Regions from separate parts of the Xenopus tropicalis genome. Here region 2 is linked to region 1. A link is a contact called in public Hi-C data. All regions are on one chromosome and are shown on one strand. Each heading gives the region's core, a stretch centred on a gene start, on an enhancer-like site or on the middle of the called end of the contact. The rest is flanking DNA. Distances are from core to core; before and after follow the strand shown.

Region 1 (6,960 bases), core at 610-3,109:
TCATATTCCTGTCTCTCATTCACAGAACTATCTGGTTGATATAGTAAATGGGACCCTAGCAACCAGACAGTTGCCGACATTCCAAAAGGGAGAACTGCTGAACAAAAAGATAAATAATTAAAAATACAAATAAAGACATGTCCCCTTTAGGTTTACAATGTAAACGGAGTATAAAAGACACAGGAAATAGCAAATACTGCTTGTTAGACTTGACTATTGCTATAGAGAAGAAAGGGCTGTGTACTACCTTTTACAAACACAAATACTCAATGTAACATGGTCACGCATGCAGCTACAAGGCACTGTGGCCATCAACCCATGTAGAGGGAACCCCTTTAGAGAGAGGGCAGCAAATCTTCAACAACCTGTCTGTGTGGCCTACGGACTGAATGATCAGATTCATATAACTGACTTCCACATGTGCCAGCAAAATTGCTTGTGACCCAACTGCTCTACAAGCAAAGGTTTGAACTCGTCAATTAAGGAATATTTTGATTTCTTTTGTCTTCATACACTTCCTGCACTAGCTGAAAACTGACATAGAACGAGCTGAGGGTTTTGCAGTCAGCACGTCTCTTACCTCAGAGTTATTGCTCTGGCCACCGGGTCATTGCTGTGAATGACAGAGAAAACCCTTTTCACAAACTCATCAACATTCAGGATTTTCTCTAAATGTTTCTCACTCTGTTGGGTCACTTTCAGTACACAGAGACGGAGGAAATTATTCCTACAAAAGCAAGAAAAAAAAATCATGTTATATGTTATTAGCCCACAGAGACTCATATACTCATATACACATATATTTGTCATTCAGAACATACCCAACTCTGAATACATCTGCCAACTTGAGAAAAGCAGAATTGATGAGAATGGGAAAAGGATATTTCTGGAACAACCTTGGGAAACGGACTACAGCTTCACACTGCTCCCCGAGCTTTCCGGATCGCAAACCTAGTAGAGATAAATATATATAAAATGACATTTACAATGGTGCAATGATTTGACATTAATGATTCTAAAGCACGGTAAGTCCACTTGCTGTAGATACTGTATAGCAAGATGAGATGGATGAATGAGAATTATTACCTCTATGGAATAAGCAGAGATAGCAGACAGAATTAGACATACAAATAAAATGAACCTTAGGGACTAATATATTGTTGTAGTGCATTTATGATGTACACTTTTGTTAAATAAATACCCAAAGGGAATAACTAAATGATTTAACTACAAAAAAGCACAACAGGACACCATTATCCCTGTACAACTCCTGCCTTTGCCCAGGTGATAAGGACAGTAAAAGGAATTCCCATATCTATTCTGGACTCTCTCAGTGGCTTAGTTGGCTAGATGGCCACCTGTCCTACCAATTAATGCCCCCTCACTGCTGTATTAGCATTGCTTGGTTTATATGTACAAGATAAAGTCCCCTTTTGTTTACACAAGAAGGCTGAGTTACACTGCCCCCCTCACAATGGATCTCAAACTAGTTACCCCAATATTAATCAAAATGGCAGCTGTCTGTCACACCGATGCTGTCTTGAGTTCCACAAATAAAATCGTTGCTATCGCTATGGCAGCACCACTACTGCCCCATTGCCTCTCGCTAGCAGCGATACCTTTGTCCAACTCCATTAGCGCCGAGTTGGCATCCAGTTCCTGCTCTCCGTGCCCAGCATCTGCCAAGAAGGCCCTACTGGCAGCTCCGCCAGACGCCATGTTAGTTTTCTGGCTAATACCTTCCCTTCTCATTACCCACACTACAACATCCCATTCAGCCTACAAGGCCGCCATGACAGATCCTAACGCATGCGCAAATCAGCAGCCTCCGCTCCTAAATCCCCATAATGCACTAGTGAGACCGTCTCCGAGCGTCTGATTGGTCGTAACCAGACTTTGGAGCCCGTCCAATCCCCGTAGTGCACTGCGCGGGCACTCTGATCGGACCAATCAGGAGAGAGAATGGGATTTCGCGGGAGATTCTTCTCTTGGCGCTTTGGTTTTCGCGGGAGGTTTGTTCCTTTGGGCTGCGGGCTGTGTGAGGGGAAGGAGTGCAGGAGCGGAGCTCTCCCTTGGGGCCTTTATCGCTGCTGTTACTGCTTGGATCCGCATCTGCCATAGCTGAGATCTCATTCATTCCTCGCCATGTTGTTTCGATCTGTGGTAAACAAACCTCGCTTGGGCTGCAGGCAAAGGGGTGAGTGTCAGACATTGCGCCAAAATATCTATCCCCGTTACATAGAGCGGCGTTTGCCCAGGCTCCTAGTCCCAGGGAGGGCCCTGCCTGCCCAACTATACAAATATACTGGGATACATGGATTTGCTGTGCTTTATTATTTTACTGAGCTTTGGTGTGTGTGTCCTATGTGTGCCTGTGTGTGTATATATATATATATATATATAATATTGTATTGGTAGTTTGCCCCTTATTCTCGGCGCTTAATGGTGCAACTTGGTCACATGACTCACTGAAATAGAAAATAGCTAAATGATAGTATAAAAGTGCTTGTACTGCGGCTCTGTGCCTTGGGCATGGGACTCCTTGGGCACGGGGACTCCTTGGGCACGGGGACTCCTTGGGCACACTTATATCCTTATTAACATTATTATCTGTATAGCAGTATTAGGTTTTGGGAAATGTAAGCTTGTCTATTGCAAGCAGCAGTTCATGTTATTCTTTATATAGTACCAGCAAGTTACACAGAACTGTACATTCATTTTTAACAAACAGGGGTCTTACAATAACCTAGCAAACGGTTTACAGAGTAAAAAGTAGTATCAGAGGAGCTTGCATTCCTTTGCTTGGACACAAGTGTCTCCTCAGACAACATAGTGTGAGTAATTGCTGTAAAGCAGCTGTTATAACTTCAGTGATATAAGAGCGCTACTGCCATGTGGCCCCTCACAGTTGTGTGTCCCGGCGGCTCCCTGCACAGCCCTAGCTTGCTGCTTATTGGAGAATATGGTATTGGGCGCTCAGGTCTTCCACTCAGTCACCTAAGGATCAGGAAAATTTTTCTTTCAGGCCTGCACTACACTGGCAAATGCCAGGGGGGCTGCTGTAAGATGCCATAGACAGTCACTATTTATTGGGCTGGGGGGGGCTGTTTGTGCCTCTCGGTACTGGGAATGCCAGGGGGACTGTAAGATGCCACAGACAGTCACTATTTATTGGGCTGGGGGGGCTGTTTGTGCCTCTCGGTACTGGGAATGCCAGGGGGCTGTAAGGTGCCACAGACAGTCACTATTTATTGGGCTGGGGGGGCTGTTTGTGCCTCTGGGTACTGGGAATGCCAGGGGGGCTGTAAGGTGCCACAGACAGTCACTATTTATTGGGCTGGGGGGGCTGTTTGTGCCTCTGGGTACTGGGAATGCCAGGGGGGCTGTAAGGTGCCATAGACACTCACTATTTATTGGGCTGGGGGGGGCTGTTTGTGCCTCTGGGTACTGGGAATGCCAGGGGGGCTGTAAGGTGCCACAGACACTCACTATTTATTGGGCTGGGGGGGCTGTTTGTGCCTCTGGGTACTGGGAATGCCAGAGGGTGTCCCTTTTACACACCCCCTTCAGTCTCTGCTACAATGTTATCAATGTGCCAAACATGATGAGCATACTTCGTATGGGGAGTTGGGTGCCGCTGTTCCACCTTTTTTGTGTATTGTAACTGCACCCCGATATATATGGGTTTTGCATTTGAGTGCAGATACTTGAAGGACTGATATATATTATAAAATCTCCATAAAAATTCTTTCAATCTAGGATTATATTGCACAATTTATATTGTAAATTACTGGTTATTAAAGGAAAACTACCCCCAAACAATGTAGGTCTCTCTAAAAATATACTTTTTAGTAGTATGAGCTATTGAGTACTCGTAAATAGAAAACCCCATTTTAAGTACTAAGGGCCGCTTGCTGGGATCATAGGATTCACAGTGCACACAAACAAGCCAAGGCACACATACATGCTAGGCCCCATCAGCCAATGAATGGGCAGAGTTCTGCCTTTTGCTCCCACACTACTTCCTGTTACAGTTAGAGCTGCATCACTTCCTGTCAGCTGATCTCTGAGGGAGCACACAGCCCATCACTAAATGGCGGCTCAAGGGAAAGGATGTAAACGTGCAATATTTACTGATATATATATTCCAGTTTGGCGAGATTCTTTAATGTGTCAACATAACATCATTCTGAGGGTATAGATTTCCTTTAAACTACAAATTGTGTACAGCAGTCTTGTCTACTAAAACAGATTTTAATATTTTTTATCCTTTCCATACAGGTGTCCCTTTTACACACCCCCTTCAGTCTCTGCTACAATGTTATCAATGTGCCAAACATGATGAGCATACTTCGTATGGGGAGTTGGGTGCCGCTGTTCCACCTTTCGGATGTGCCTTTAGTACAGGTAATTATTGTCATCACTCCGCTGATCTTTCAAATAGATCATAAAATAGTTTATCTGCTAATCATAATTGGGATGTACAGCCTGCTTAAACTTTTGGTTGAACAAAGGAACCGTGCTGTTTACCATGACAAGCATTCCTGCGTACTTAGTGCTACCCTTCCATGCCCTGAGTGCCTTCCTTCTGGCCCTGCTCCCCAGGAGCTGCCAATGGAATAAACAGGAATGGAATGGTAACACAGCAGGTGGTGCTTTGCTGTTACCCACCAACACTTGACTGTTGTTTCCTACACATGTATATTTGTATTTATATAGTGCTACTTATGTACACATTGCTGTGCAATAAAACGCTGTGCAATTAAAGCAGCCCATTCCTCTTGTAAGCACCAAACATATAAACCTGATGATAAAATACAAGAGCATCAACATGTATTTCCCTGTGTTTGCAGTGCCGGACATGTCTCATGTACTTGCTGTTGCCAACGAAGAAGGCATAGTCAGGCTGTATGATACAGAGTGCCGGGATGTACAAAGGCTTGTTGTGAAAGGTAAGAACTCTGCTTCTGCACAATCAGCCCTATAATATTGTGCCCAATGGTGCATGTAATAGTTCATGTATTCATTGTTAATTAATACTTAATGTTCCATTTATCATTCCTAGAATTCATGGCGCACACTAATGCTGTTTTTGACATTGCCTGGGTGCCTGGGGAACACAAGCTAGTAAGTTGAACTGCATCTCTCCCCATGTCTGCCATTTGTTTTGTCTAATTACACTTGGTCTTTTTCATAACTGGCTGCTTTGCATGGTTACTGATAACTCTTAAATATAAATCTGCTAGATTAGAGCTGGTAGACTTTGTGCCTGCATTATTTCTGGTGCTGTATATTTGTGGATTTTTGTTCCTTCTGTAAAGTATCATTAAAGGGCCCAAAAGATGTATAACGCAGAATATCTAAAGATCTACTGTCTTTCTCATGTGTCCAAAGCTAAGATGTTGGGCATTTTCACCTGCTTAGTTTGAAAGTGGGCAGTTCTATTCCTCATCGCCAAGGAGGCCTCAGAATGATAAGGATTGTAGCCAAACATATGTTGAAAAATATATGTTGACAAAGAAGGGGTTGTTAACTTTTAGCATGATGAAAAGGCAATTTGCAATTGATCTTCGATTGAAGGTAGACTCTTAAAACTATATTGGCTAAATAAAGCTGTGTTTAACTGCAAATCACAGTGCAATTTATTGCAATCTCACACACATGCAGTGGGCGGTACATTCTGTGCAGTATGTTATGCAATTACCAGCCCTACTCTTCCTGGGCTGTTTGTATAGAGCATGCATAACAGGAACAGTAATAGCAATTCTCTAATATCCTCACCCTCCCTCATGTTTAGGTTACAGCTTCAGGGGACCAAACTGCAAAGCTGTGGGACGTGAAGGCTGGGGATCTGATTGGAGAGTGTAAAGGACACCAGTGCAGCCTGAAGTCTGTTGCCTTCTCAAAATTTGAGAAAGGTAATGTACCACTTTTCTTTCTGCTTTACCAGTGTTTGTATTGAAACCACTGTCTTTGTACCACTGTTGATATTGTATTCTCTTTAGGGTGTAAGGTCACCCAATCCCATTGCCTTGATTGTTACATGCTCTGTTATTTTCTTCTAGCTGTTTTCAGTACTGGAGGAAGAGATGGAAACATCATGGTGTGGGACACTAGATGCAATAAGAAAGGTATGTTTAAAATCTGTATCTCTTATATAGCATACTATAAATCTGTGGGAGTTTGTGCGAAATATATTTCCTTGCCTATTAATTCCAATGCATAACAACACTTGGAATTGCTCAGTGCCTTAAACTAAGCTTCAGTTTACAACTGGGAAAATGCTTATGAATGTGAATGCAGGCTTACTATGCTTGAAATACAGAAACTGGGTTAACATTGGAGTGTTTTTTTGTTTTTGTTTTTCCAAGATGGTTTTTACAGGCAAGTGAACCAGATCACTGGTGCACATAATGCCCTTGACAAGCAGACCCCTTCCAAGGTGAAGAAAAGGAAGCCTTACGTCAGAGGTCTCGCTCCTTCAGTGGTAATACATCATCTCATTAAGTCCATTACAAGCACCAGTATACTGACATGCATGGGAGCTATATAGGTCACTTGACATATACTCAAGTGGGTATCCTAAACAGGGATATTCAGCTCTTAAAAGTACAATCCAAAGAAATCATCTGTAAATGGATTAGAGAAGTTGTACAGCTCCGATACTTAGGACTGATAATAAGGCAATAACATTAGCTAATATGTAGTTCTGTAACCCTGTACTAAGCAAAGTTTAATAGAATAGGGTAAAATGACAGTTAAAGTTATGGGGGGTTAGATTTGGAAGGTATTCCAAAAGCCCCATCCCCTCCAGTCCACAGTAAATCTGGCAAGGGAGAACTATCAGTAGAGTGCCACACACCCATAATCATAACTATTTGCTTGCCCTGGCCAGTTTAGCGAAATATTGTAGCACAGCAAAACACTGGTAATATAGTGTGGTGGGGCAGCACTCTACTG
Region 2 (6,772 bases), core at 710-3,209, 130 kb before region 1:
CATTGCGTTGTAAGGGTTATGCACAAACATGTCAGGCCTTTACACTGCAGGGAGTTTTGCAACAGCGGACAAAAGATTTTTAATCCCCGTCTCCATAGAAATACTGGCAGAAACATCAATGCCCATCAATGTGTCAGCCCATGTACTAGATCATTACTGGAGAGTGTTCTTGTTAGATGCCGGTACCTTTCTTTAGTGCATTTAGCAATGAGGCTGGCCAGGTCACCCCCTTCGCAGTACTCCATCACTATGTAGAGGGTAGTGTTGGTCCGATCAATGATGCGGTCATAATAACGCACAATGTTCGGGTGCTTGAGTTCTCGCAGCAGATTCACTTCAGAGACCAGCATCTGTTTCTCTGCCTCGGTCATTGTCCCATAGTCCAGTTCTTTCCATACCAACAGCTGGAAGAGGGGGGGGGGGTACAGAACATGTGTTATAAGCACGTCTGCCATTTCCCAAAAATACACTCTCATCAGTCCATATGTGAACCCCAAACAGGTTATGTGGCCTTGACAACAAGCCTACAGAGAGAGGCCAATTGTTCCCCTCAGCAGATGTTACAAGCTGCCCTAAGACTCCTACAGTGCGCTGCCACACAGTTAAAAATAGAACACGGAGAGCATTAAATGCGCGGCAAACACCCTTTAACAGGATCTTAATGATTTGTGCTGGGTATAGCTTTGCCTAATGTTTAAATTCATAAGCATAGCTTCAATATTTCTTCACATAAAAGCAGAGAGACACACTCCCATAGTGTAAGATCAAAGATACATAGTTTAATAAAAATTACACTTACAAACATCGAAGCATAATGAGCGTATCAAACAGTCTCATTATGCTCCGATGTTTGTAAGTGTAATTTTTAATTTATTAAACTATGTATTTTTGATCTTACACTATGGGAGTGCCTCCCTCTGTTTTAATGTGAATTTACTTATCGGTAGATTGGCTTACTACATAAGGTGGCTGCACACCTTACTGAACATGCACCACGAAGACACTTCTCCTGTGAACAGTTACCACATTATATACATTTTGCTTGGCAGACTGTTCATTGGTTCAAGAAGATTTCACTGACTGTTGTTATATACTTTGCGCCCCTTCTTACTCCAATATTGTTTGATATTTCTTGCACTAAGCAGGGCAAAGAGTAAAACCAGAAGCAGTTTTGATCCCAACTTCCTGGTTTTTATAATGTGATTATAATGAGAAACCCTCTGTATAAACAAAAGCCTGCAGGGCAGCAGCCCCTGACCCACTGGGACCCCCCCCCCCAGCCCCTGACCCACTGGGACCCCCCCCAGCACCTGACCCACTGGGACCCCCCCCCAGCACCTGACCCACTGGGACCCCCCCCCAGCCCCTGACCCACTGGGACCCCCCCAGCCACTGTTCCAGTAGTGGGGAAGGGGGGACAACAGCAGTAGAACACCAACAGGTAGATCCTTAAGCGCCGCTGAAAGTGGCCCCTCCTATGAATGGCCCAGATAACAACCCCCCAGGTGCCTTACGAGGAGAAGTTCCCTCACCTTCCCGTCCGACCTCCTGCGAATCTTCTGGCATTTCCCGTAGGAGCCAGAGCCGATAGTGTACAATACTTCGTAATCCTCCACCCGGGACGGCATTCTCTGCCCCCGCACGAAATAAGCCCACCGACGTACAACTCCCAGATCCACCACGTAGCCCCGAACACCTTGACGCCTAAACCCCACACAAGCGTATCATTCCAGCCAGTACTAGGCCGTTTTTAAACTTCGTGGCTTCCAGCTAAAAGACTCGCTGATTGGCTGCCCTAGGGAGCCCGGCCAGGTTAGACCAATGGCTGCAAGCGTTCGTCTTTCAAACATGCAGATTGGCGGATGCGGAACAGGTCAGGCCTTTATGATTGGCTGAGGGCAGGGAAAACACGACTACGACGCTTGACTTTCATAACTGCCGTTTGTAACCTGTGGGAAGCGTGCCTCGTCTCCTGGGAACTGATGCGGCGCCAGGGGAGGGCGCGAAAACACAAACGGAAATTGCACTACAACTCCCACAATGCCATTGGCCCCGATGCTGGGAACTGTAGTTTATAAACTGGACTTCTGAGGTAGTTTAAAGCAACAGTAACACCAAAAAATGAAAGTGTATAAAAGTGATTACATAGTGCAATACTGTTTCCCTGCACTAGTGCAACTGGTGTGTGTGCCTCAAATAGACTATTATAGTTTACATAAACAAAGCTGCCATGTAGCTGTGGGGGCACAGTTTTTTTTTTCTTTTCTAAGAAGAAAAGGCACAGAGTAGTTAGCAGTAAATAGATACCCCCCCCCCATTATATTTTATCTGTAATGGAACCTGTCCTTTTTTTACTTTTTTTCCAGCTTGAATGGCTGCCCCCAGTGCTACAAAGCAGCTTATTTATATAACCTGTAAGGGCTGTGTCACACGGGGAGATTAGTCGCCGCGCGACAAATCTCCCTTGTCGCGGGCGACTAATCTTCCCGAAATACCATCCCACTGGCTAGAATGTAAATCGCCGCTGGGATAGCATACACGGCGTCACAAAGTCTGGGAAGTTGCCTTGAGAGGAAAATTCAGTGATTTTGGCTCCACGGATGCCAACCCAACGGCGATTTACAGCCTGCCCGACTGATATCTGGCCTGAAATAGGGCAGATATCGATTGGGCAGGTTAAAAAATGTAGTCAGTTTGGGGACCATATCGGCTCTTCGATGCGGCCCCCGATCCGATTCTCCTATACCCGTCCCCAGGGCCAAACGACCAAATTAGTGTGGATTTGTCCGATATCGCCAACACGTAGGTGGGGGATATTAGGAGAATATCCGCTCGCTTGGCAATATCACCAAGCGGGCGGATCTGAAGGTGTATGGCTACCTTTAATTCTAATCACCTGTCATTAAGGGTGAAGACACACGGAGCTACTAGTAGCAGCTACTTTTTTACAGCTACTAAACGCTATAAAATCGCCTGCCATAGACAATACTGAGATTTGCCTCTGCTAAAACACATGAAGAGACAATTATCAGTAAATGATCAGCATTGTCTATTTTAGTAGCCGTGACAAGTAGCTGCTACTAGTAGCTCTGTGTGCCTTCACCCTAAAGGGCACAAGTGGCTTTTAGGGGATTCTCATTCAGGTTAATATAGAATACAACCCAGGCCTGTAAGGGGCCCATCTTCCACCTCCTTATTACCCCAGTGCATGTACTTAGCATATGAATGAACCTGATGATGTGCAAACCAGGTGCCATAGAACCTACTGACTGAGGCAGGCTCAATGGGAATTATGGTTGTGTAAACACAAGTGGGCAATAAAAGCACAGTTGAGTCTGTTCTTTGAATTCATAGACTGCTTTGATGTCTGAGTCTTTTGTCATGTTGGGGATTAACTAATGGATTAGTCCAATAAGTGTCTATTGGTAAAGTACCTGTGTTGCAAACATCGTTGCAAAACCTGGTATCTGGGTGGTGTTTATTCTTTGGGGAAGATGTAGGAGTCCAATGGGTTTTATGTAAAAATACAGTCTTGTGTTTCATGCAAATCCCATACATTTTGAATATGGAATTAATGCAGAGCTGTCAATCCCCCCACGTCAGTGACATCACTGACATTCCCCCACAGCTCTGTGGTGAGGGGGCTAGCATATCTCCCCAATTCTCTACATTTTCTACTATCAGGACTGTTACACACAGGTGTATATTTCTGCACTTACAAATGCATGTTGAGCATGTAAAAATGCATGTATTGCGATGTGTTTTTGTCAGTTCCAAATTCAAATCACATAGTGATAACTCTGTAACTGTGAAGATCCCACCACCCCAATAGCTTTTAAAGGGGTGGTTCACCTTATAGTTATCTTTTAGGATGTTACAGAATGGGCAACTTTAAATTGGTCTTCATTATTAAATTTTTATAGTTTTTGAATTACTTGCCTTCCTCTTCCACCTCTTTCCAGCTTTCAAATGGGGACTGCTGACCCCAGCAGACAAAAACTATTGCTCTGTGAGGCTACAGTTTTATTGTTACTTTTCATTACTTATTTTTGTATTCAAGTTCTCTCCGATTCATATTCCAGTCTGTCATTTAAACCATTCCCTGATTGCTAAGGTAATTTGGACCCTAACAACCAGTTATCTGTTGAAATTCCAAACTGGAGAGCAGCAAAACAACTGCAAATAATAAAAAATAAAGACCAATTGCAAATTATCTCATGATATTACCCTCTTCACCATACTAAACGTTAACTCCATGGTGGACAACCCCTTTAAAAGGTTATAGATAGATTAAAATAAACTAACACTGAAGGCTTACATAGTTACATAGTTACATACGGTTGAAAAAAGACCAGAGTCCATCAAGTTCAACCCTTCCAAGTAAACCCAGCACACACAACCTATACTTACCTATCTATACACTCACATACATAAACTATATATACAAACACTAATACTAACTGTAGATATTAGTATCACAATAGCCTTGGATACTCTGCTTGTTCAAGAACTCATCCAGGCCCCTCTTATAGGCATTAACAGAATGTGACATTACCCCATCACTAGGAAGGCGCAGTAGTGCTCTCTCCATTAGAGTGGCTTTTTACTGCCCCTGGTAACTTGCTGGGCACTGCCGCCTTAGGCGACTTTCTAAACTCATAGCAGTAGCGCCTCTGACTGAAGGAATAAATATTATTGCCTTTAAATTAGAATTAAGAGAAGGTCAGATTGATTAAGGCCTTAATCCATTTTGTGAATACATTAGTTTTAGGGTGAAGGCATATAGAGCTACTTGTCATGGCTACTAAAATAGACAATGCTGATAATTTACTGATAATTGTCTCTGTGTGTTTTAGCAGAGGCAATTCTCAGTATTGTCTATGGCAGGGGATTTTCTGGAATTTAGTAGCCATGACAAGTAGCTGCTACTAAGTAGCTCCGTGTGTCTTCACCCTTAGGGCTCTAGCACACGGGGAGATTAGTCGCCCGCGACAAATCTCCCTGTTCGCGGGCGGCTAAGTTTCCTCTGAAGACAACTTCCGCGATATCACTAAATTCGCGCCGCCGCGTATGCCATCCCACCGGCGATTTACATTTTCGCTAGTGGGATGGCATTTCGGGGAGATTAGTCGCCCGCAAACAGGGAGATTTGTAGCGGGCGACTAATCTCCCTGTGTGCCAGAGCCCTTAGGGTTAAATTGCCATTCCAGAAATTGAAAATATATATAATTTCAAACTAGCACTTACCCCAAATACTTACCTAACTGGCCAAACAGCAGGTATTACAGGATAGTCTGGTACACCAAATAAGTTTTTAGTTTAACACTTATCCCAATTGGCCCTTAGGCTAGGTAACCCATCAGTAGCTTAGGCTCCCTTTAGCCCTACATCCCTACAGCCCTACAATTAGTAAACAATTTTTGTTAAATGTTGATGCTAAATTGGGGTTTCTGAGCATGAGTGAGGAGCAAAACTGCAACTGTGTTGTTTTGCTGAAAAATCTGTGAAACTGCAAACATGTCTTGAAATGTAACAGAATGCACTGGCGCCAATTGCTGTTTTTTCCTACATGAAAAAAAACTTTTTTTTTCCAGTGAAACAAAATGCACATTTATTGTGAGAATTTCTATTGGACATTCATAAAAATTTTCAAGACTCACAAAAACACATATTCTGCTGCAAATCTGTATCACCCATCCCTCCTTAAATACTGGCCACCTTAACAAAATCAGTAAATGTCTCATTACCTGAAGCATAATATGTGCATTTTCTTTTCCTTTAGGGCAGGAGGATTGGAAAAAAGAGGACGAGAGAAACTGGTTAAAAGGTAGGTGGGAACCTACACACCAGTTATATTAAAATAGATATTTTTTAATATCAGTATGTACCAATTTGGTAGTAAATCTTGTTTTTATTCAACCAAAACTTGCCCCCAAGTCAGGAATTCAAAAACAATTCTACTGCTACTGTTACAAAAAGCCTGGAGGGTGTTAAGAATCATTATGGGATGTCATCAGTGCAACATAGTCAACAGAACAGGAACTAAATTGCAGTCTGCATACAGTCTATGCTAAAATATTTATTCCCCAGTAATAAACATAAATCTGCTGGAATATTTGAGGGCACAGTGGCCCTTTAAATGAGGAAAGGTTATTTAAATCTGTAAGTAGGTTGGCTTGCAACATATTTATATACCTTTAGGTGGCAGTATAAGTCAGTTTTCAGGATATGTACAAATATCCATTATTGTTTAAATAGTTAAAAAGTATTCTAATCCTGTGTTTCTTTCACAGGAAAAATGTATGTATGTGCATGGGAGCTACAAGCTGTGGTTCTTCAGCTTTGCCTATAAAATAAATGTAATATTTATGCCCAAAAACTTGAAAACTCCATAGAAAGTCACTTGGTGTTTTTTTCCATTTGCGAATGACCCTTCCCACCTACAGGTGGCAGTCTTCAGTACAGGTTCTCCTGGCAATGCTATACTCCTTGGAGCATATTATTACCTGTATGTATAACACATACAACTCATTTCCAAAAAAAAAAAATGCTGGAAAACTGTAAAATGTGACATATGTTGTCTTTGTAGTATTTGCCATTAAATATAGGGTTTATATGATTTGAAAATCATCCCTTTCTCTTTTTCCATATATTTTACACAGTGTCCCAAAGGGAGGGTTGTACCATTTGCCTAGAAGATTTATTAGAGCTCACTCTTTCATAATAAGCATCTTTGGCAGAAATGCTGTCTCTCTACATGCAGGATTTGTGC

Evidence for each region. A called contact is a pair of places that touch in the nucleus more often than the background predicts.
Region 2: a contact with region 1 is called in a Hi-C map of neurula embryo, with 2.5 times the contacts expected there. The contact joins the promoter of LOC100328980 here to the promoter of ints7 in region 1. A contact is called at or near these places in 5 of 5 Hi-C or Micro-C datasets (brain, gastrula embryo, liver and 2 more).

Annotation. Positions count from the first base shown.
Region 1 is chr5:14,744,207-14,751,166 of UCB_Xtro_10.0, reverse strand. It overlaps ints7 (integrator complex subunit 7), which reads right to left and starts at 1,859. Exons shown (of 20, transcript XM_002934697.5): 1 at 1,620-1,859; 2 at 822-951; 3 at 581-727. The coding sequence starts at 1,752. dtl (denticleless E3 ubiquitin protein ligase homolog) reads left to right here and starts at 2,035. Exons shown (of 15, transcript NM_204071.1): 1 at 2,035-2,197; 2 at 4,282-4,407; 3 at 4,854-4,952; 4 at 5,066-5,127; 5 at 5,798-5,918; 6 at 6,066-6,131; 7 at 6,372-6,487. The coding sequence starts at 2,146.
Region 2 is chr5:14,876,703-14,883,474 of UCB_Xtro_10.0, reverse strand. It overlaps LOC100328980 (NIMA related kinase 2), which reads right to left and starts at 1,959. Exons shown (of 9, transcript NM_001171185.1): 1 at 1,533-1,959; 2 at 187-404. The coding sequence starts at 1,628.